2 separate regions of the Mus musculus genome follow, and region 2 is linked to region 1. A link is a contact called in public promoter capture Hi-C data. All regions are on one chromosome and are shown on one strand. The core of a region is the stretch at or near the end of the contact, and the rest is flanking DNA. Distances in the headings are between cores, read along the strand shown.

The links. Promoter capture Hi-C pulls out the DNA fragments that hold promoters and counts their contacts.
Region 2: a promoter capture Hi-C map of liver shows a contact between it and region 1, with 2.7 times the contacts expected there. The contact joins the promoter of 1110028F11Rik here to the promoter of Vezf1 in region 1. A contact is called at or near these places in 1 of 39 promoter capture datasets (liver) and 1 of 115 datasets of contacts at active chromatin or transcription factors (pancreatic cancer cells).

The regions. Positions count from the first base shown.
Region 1 is chr11:88,066,717-88,069,853 of GRCm38.p6, forward strand. It overlaps Vezf1 (vascular endothelial zinc finger 1), which reads left to right and starts at 1,563. Exons shown (of 6, transcript NM_016686.4): 1 at 1,563-1,717. The coding sequence starts at 1,685.
Region 2 is chr11:87,697,943-87,701,079 of GRCm38.p6, forward strand. It overlaps 1110028F11Rik (RIKEN cDNA 1110028F11 gene), which reads left to right and starts at 1,582. Exons shown (of 2, transcript NR_045139.1): 1 at 1,582-3,137. The region is part of intron 2 of Rnf43 (ring finger protein 43); the gene reads left to right.

The DNA.
Region 1 (3,137 bases), core at 313-2,812:
CCTGCTACTGATCCATCCAAACTGCTGGACTTGTCCTTCATACCCAAGGTCTTCAGGCAGTATCTAATGGGAAGTCAACTCTAAAAGGAACCAGACTGTCATTTCCTGGCCCCTTTATTCTGGTGACTGATGGAAGAGTGGGAGGGAAATATATTTGTTTAATGGTTGGAAAAACATCAAATTACCATACCTCTTCAGTTTCTATTCCCATAGAATTTTGCAACTATGGTTTTTGAATCAGTCATTCATATATATATGAATATGATATATATATATGCATACATACATACACACACATACATATATATGAAGTTGAAGATATGTCTTTTATTAAAACTGTCTGGAGGGGATAAGAGTCAGTTTGAAATATGTTGAAGTTCTGAAATAATGTGCACATCTGAGGAGTTGGTTTTATTTTTTAACATTTTATAAAAATATCATAGATGGAGCCTGCCCCCTCATTTCCCCACCACAGATTCTTTGGACTAGATATATGTTTAATAATAGCTTGTCTCTGATATTCACAGTAGCTACCTCTATGTGAGGAAAGGATAGAAAACATTCAAGACATCATATGGGCTTACGATCTACAGATTCCAACCAGTAGCAGTGGCTGACTCCTACACAGACGACTGGGAACTGCAAACAGGCTGGGGTCACCTCAGTGACATCTGACGCTGTCCAACCAGAAGTCTGACTTGTGTGTGCGTGTGCTGCAGGAATTGAAAAATGTACTAAAAGACTAAAATATTTTGCCTCTATACTTTCTCATTCGTTTTTATTGTTTGTTTTTAATCCTGGCGGGAGAGGGGTTTTTAAGTATTTCCTGTATCTGGAATGAAAGGGAAAGATGGGAAAGCGGTCCCGTCACCCAAGAATAACCCAGTAATGACATCTGAACGCGTGGGAAGTGTTTCCCTCCACAGTAGGCGCTTCTAAGGCTGTACCCTAGTGGAATTCCCTGCTCAAATTGGAAGACCACGCAAAGGGCGATGGCAAGAGCGCTGAGTGAGGGCTTAGCTGGTCAGGAATAAAAATACCCGAGGGTAGGGGACACTAGAAGCTAGCATCCTAGTTCGTAGGTGGAAGCTGTGATGTGCTTGACCGATTGAACAGCCAGGTGACCAACCGAAGCCCTGACTGCCGCTGGGGGTATGAGAGGGACGCGACGCCGCCGGGTACCAAGGCAGAGTCACGAGAGGCAGCCCAGCTGTGCCCAGCGGGCCAGCGCCAGACCCTGGCGTCCTCCATCTTCTCTCCTGCGCTCCCCCTGCTCCAGCTGCCTGAGCCACGGACCGCAGCATCACACACCCCCGCGGGGGGGGACGCCGCACCCCATCCCCGCCCCCGGCCCCACCCCAGCCCCCGCGCGGGCTCCCTGACCCCACCGCCCGCGGGCACTGGCTGAGCTCCGAGGCGGCGCGCCGGCGGCGGGGACGCCCGGAGGGGGTCGAAGCGGCTGGGGGCGGCGGCGGCCGGGCCGGGGCTCCCCCCCCGCCCGCGCTCGCCGCCGCGGTGGTGCGTCCCGGAGGTTACCGGAAGTGGCCGCGCTCGGCGCTGCCATGTTGAGGAGCCGCCGCTGCCGCTGCCGCCGCCGCCGCCGCCGCTTTGTTGTCGCCTCCTCCGCCTGAGGAGGCTCCCCGAGCGGGGGGAGTGGGGAGGAGGGGGGTCGGCCGCCGCAGCCATGGAGGCCAACTGGACCGCGTTCCTGTTCCAGGATCTGGGGGCCCCGGGGGGGTCGGGGGGCCAGGGGGGCCGGGCCGGGCTCGGGCGGGCGGGCGCTCCTCCCCTCCCGGCTCCGCTCTCCGGCCCGGCCTTAATCCCCCTTTGTTTTTCCGCCCGCCCGCTCCGGCGGAGCCCGGCCGCCGAGGTGAAAGGAGGCGGCCTCGCGGGGTGCGGGGGAGAAGCAGGCCTCGGGGTGAACCCGGGCCCCCCCAAGCACACACGCACACACACACCCTTCCCTCCCGCCCCGAAGGGGAAGGGAGGAGGCCGGCCGCTGTCACCACCCCGCGGCCCAGAGAAAGGAGGGCGCCGGGCCGCTGTGGAGCGCGGGCCGCTCGGCCACTGCGCGCCCGAGCGGGGCCGCGCGGCGCAGCGAGGGGGTCTCCGGGTCCCGCTCCGAGTACCCATCCATCTTTCGCTTGCGCTTTTCGCGTCACCTCTCTCTTTTTGTGTGTGTGTGCTTGTGTGTTGACTTTCTGACCCTCCTCCCACATCCCGCGAATAGCGGGTATCTCTGGCTTCGCCGCCACTCCCCCTTCTCGCCGCCCCCTCGGGTGGACCCGACGGGGGGTGTTGCGAGCGTGGTTCCCCTCTGCAAACTTTTCTCCGCTCCTAGCCCAAGTCCTGGGCGAGCCCTGGCAACTGGTCCCCTCGCCTCTGTCCAGCTTCTGCGGTCCCATTGAGCTTGGGGAATCCCCGAGCCGGCGGGGCCGGGCGGGGGCGGGGAGCGGCGGGGGCCGGGACTCCTGCAGGCCCGACCTTCCCCGGAGCGTGTCTCGCTAGTCTCGCTCCGCGACCCGCTCGAACGTTCGCTCCGGCCCAGTGGGCGACGGGAAGCGGAGAGGGAGCGCAAAGTCCGCTTACAAAGCCCCTAGATGAGTCACTCATAGGGAGTATGGGGGTCTTCGCTTCTTCTTTTTTTCCTTTTGCCAGAAACTTCAAAGCTAATGTTAGCGGATACTTCAGCCATACCCTTCTCCTACCACTTTAATGCGGGACCCCTGATTGGAACTTTTTCCCCCCTCTGCTTCCTTTCTGTTTGCAAATGCATTGATGAGCAGTAGAGATAAGCACATGCAGAAACTTCAGAACTGAAGGTTAGGGAGCTAGTCGTTTTTAAAATGTGTCCTTCCCGCCTCCCTCTTTGGAGTTTTCCTAAATACTTCGTGAAATTCCAAACGCGTAGCTTGGGCGCTTGAGACCTTTGGAAATGCAGAATCTTCAAAAGATTATACTCTCCGCATCTGGTCCCATCCCGGTGGAGTTAATACGGGGAATTGGAGAATTCAAAATTACCCATTGTGTAATCTGGCTTGTCCTATTAAGACATGTTTCAAATGTGAGCATTTTTATTTTAGGTAATTATTGAAATAAATGGGCTTACTAAAGTTGGAAATTCTTAAGATTTTGCA
Region 2 (3,137 bases), core at 332-2,831, 370 kb before region 1:
CTCAGTTGGGAAAGCGACTTCCCACACAAGCATAAGAACCCAAGCGTGGATCCCAGCACCCAGCTGGAAAGCTGGACGCAGCTGCATACAGCTAGGTCGTCAGCACTGGGAGGTGAGGCCAGAGTTGAGAGGTAAATTCTTGGAGCTCACTGACCAGTGATCAGGTTCTAGATTCAGGTTCAGGGAGAGATGTTATCTCAAAAATAAAGTGGTAAGTAACCAAGGAAGATTCTCAACATTGACCTTCGGCCTTGACATGCAAAGTAAAGTAGAATAAAATAAAAGTGAAGGTATGCAAATAGACTTCTGTGGCTTCGCCCAATAACCAACTTATTGCATCTTAAGTGGGAGCAAGGTCTGGACCATTCCTGTTGGCTGACGTAGCACTGGATTGAGTTCCAGACTCACTTAGCTTCTCTTTCAATTGTTTGCTATTTTAAAAAGTGCTTAGTGGGTAATTCAAGCAAACACACTCTTGGGAGACCAAAAGCTCAGGCTTTTAATATCAATAAAGCATTCATTTATTGATCATTATGTTAGGACACTGCTGCGTGAGATATGAAGACAAGCCTCCCCTGGAGTGATACTCTCATGAAATAAAGCAGAAAGGAAAAAAAGATAGTATATAATAGTTTAAAAGGACACAAGACATTTGGGGCATTTCTGAGATTCCCCATGAAAGAAGCAGTGCATACATGTGTATACACTTGAAGGCTTAGTGGGGCTTGCATAGGTCATATTCCAACAGAGTGTGAGAACTGTCAGACCATTTGTTTTGGACAAGAGGTACACTCAGGAAAGAAACAGGGATGACACCAAGGAGACAAACAGAAGTCATACTTTGTAGCCATACTGTGTGTGGAAATAGCTAGTGCCTTAAATATGGGACCATTTCTACAGTGAGCTTTTTGGATACTGTTCTCTTTTAAAATTTATTATTATTATTAATTTATTTATTTATTGTGAAATGAGCCAATTCAAGCCAAATCAGATTATATTAAATGCAGGTTTATTGGGAAGCTGCTCTCAGGAGGGTTCTCTGGCCCCGAGGACAAAGACCAGAGAAGTCACCATGGGAAAGGAGAGAGAGAGAAGTGGAAAGAGAAATCGAGAAAGAGAACTCTCAGAGAGAGGGAGAGGAGGAGAGGGAGAAGGGAAAGAAAGAGAGGCCCAAAATGTCTGGATTATATAGGGAAGAACAGCTGGGGGAAGGACAGCCAGCCCCTGGGCTGGAAAGTTCAGGGTTGGGAGCAGGATATGCCAGCTAGGGACTGAAGGATGCAGGAAGAACCCGGAGGCTCCAGGTCTGCTTTGATGCCTGAAATCTGCACCTCCGTCCCTTGTTCCAGGGTCTGAAACCAAACAGTTATTGTTACTGTTTTATTTTATTATTGTTGTTATGATAATAATAACTATTATTATTATTATTGTTGTCGTTCATGTTGTTATTGTTACTATTATTATTATTATTAGCAGGCCAGGAACTCACTCTGTAGACCAGTCTGGCCTTGAACTCACAGAGTTCCACCTGCCTCTGCCTCTTCAGTGCTGGGATTAAAGGCATGCGCCACCATACCTAACCGATGAACTTTATTTTTAGTTGTGTATGTGTACCTGTACTTGGGTGCACACATGTGAGTGTGGATGCCCTTGAGACCAGAGGCACCACATCTCCCTGGAGCTGTAATTACAGGCAGTGTGAGCCTCCCAGCACAGCACTAGGAACTTAACTCAGATTCTCTGCAAAAGCAATACACACTTCTTAACTGCTTAGGACATCTCTCTGGGCCTACTCCCCCCCCCCTCTTTTTTTTTGATAGAGATTCAGATAGGGAAGATCCATCACATCTTAGAAGTGCCAGAGTTGAAATGCAAAACCAAGTTTACTGCTTCCGGGGGCTGTACAGCAAACCTCGAGTTGATAGGCCAAGGTCTGAACTTAGTTCAGAAGATTGTTCATATCTGGACAGAGCAACGATGGAGCTAGAGTATTTAGTTTAGGAAGATTGTTCGTACAGTGAAACAGAGACTGTTAGAAGGTTGAGAGACTGGCTGGAGCCTCTGACTCTAGGGACAGAAAGGGTAGTTCTCCAAGACTAGTGATTAGATACAGGAAGGATTCATATCGGCTCTGGGTGCTCAGTCTGCGTCTCCAGGGAAAGGGTGGAGACACTAACAAAGGTAAGTCAGACAAGAAGGGTTATTGACTTAGGGTGGCGTGCTGGGAGGAGGTGATGCTTAAACCTGAGTTCGGGGGTACCATTAAGACAACAAATGACGTCTAGTGGGCCTATGGAACCACAGGCCAGATTGCCCTTAGAGACCTGATGTAGCAATCATCTGGAAACACTAGAGTGTATGGGAACTCCTGAAGAGAGTGCCTACTAGAGATGAGCGCGCATTTCCTCAGGAAGTGTGGGTGTATTTCCATGAGAGGCAAAGGAAAGGAAGAAAGAAAGAGGAAAACATAACAAAGAGAGGGTAGTCAGAAGAGCAGCACCAGCCCAGCCACTTGTCACAGACAGCGAGAAGGATCCAGACAGAGTCCAGGCTCAGAGTCACCAAGGGACACATCTCTGCAATTAGTGTTGGTCTCTTTCTCAAGAAACAATGGATGGACACCATTATGTTCAGACACTTTTTTTCCCTCTGTTCTCAGCTCTGTTTATGGAGGCAATGAGTCAGTCAAGAGGGCCGTTTTCCTAGTAAAGATGCGTTTAGTTACCATACTCTTAATTTGCACTCGTGAGAAACTCTCAATTTTATTGCCAACAAATTAAAGTAAAAATGCACAGGCTTTTATCACATCACTGGAGAGCAGTTGATTGGCCTTTGGGTCTCTCCCACTCCTCCAAGAAAACTCTTGTAAAGTTCTTGGCTCTTTCACTCTGTGCTTCCCTGTGTGGTCTACCAAGCACCCTTAGCTTGAATCTATGAAGTCAATGGGCAGGATCCAGTCACAAGCTCAGAGCTCACTGTGTTGTCTCTTCAGTCTTGAGATAACCTTTTCGAAGTGGGTGGCGCTAATGAGAAGAGAATAAAATAGCTAATGGGGGATTATAAAGTACTTTGCAAATATAAAGACAACATCAAAGCTAAATAATAATCTTAATTTAGGGTAAAGAGTTCTATTAGCA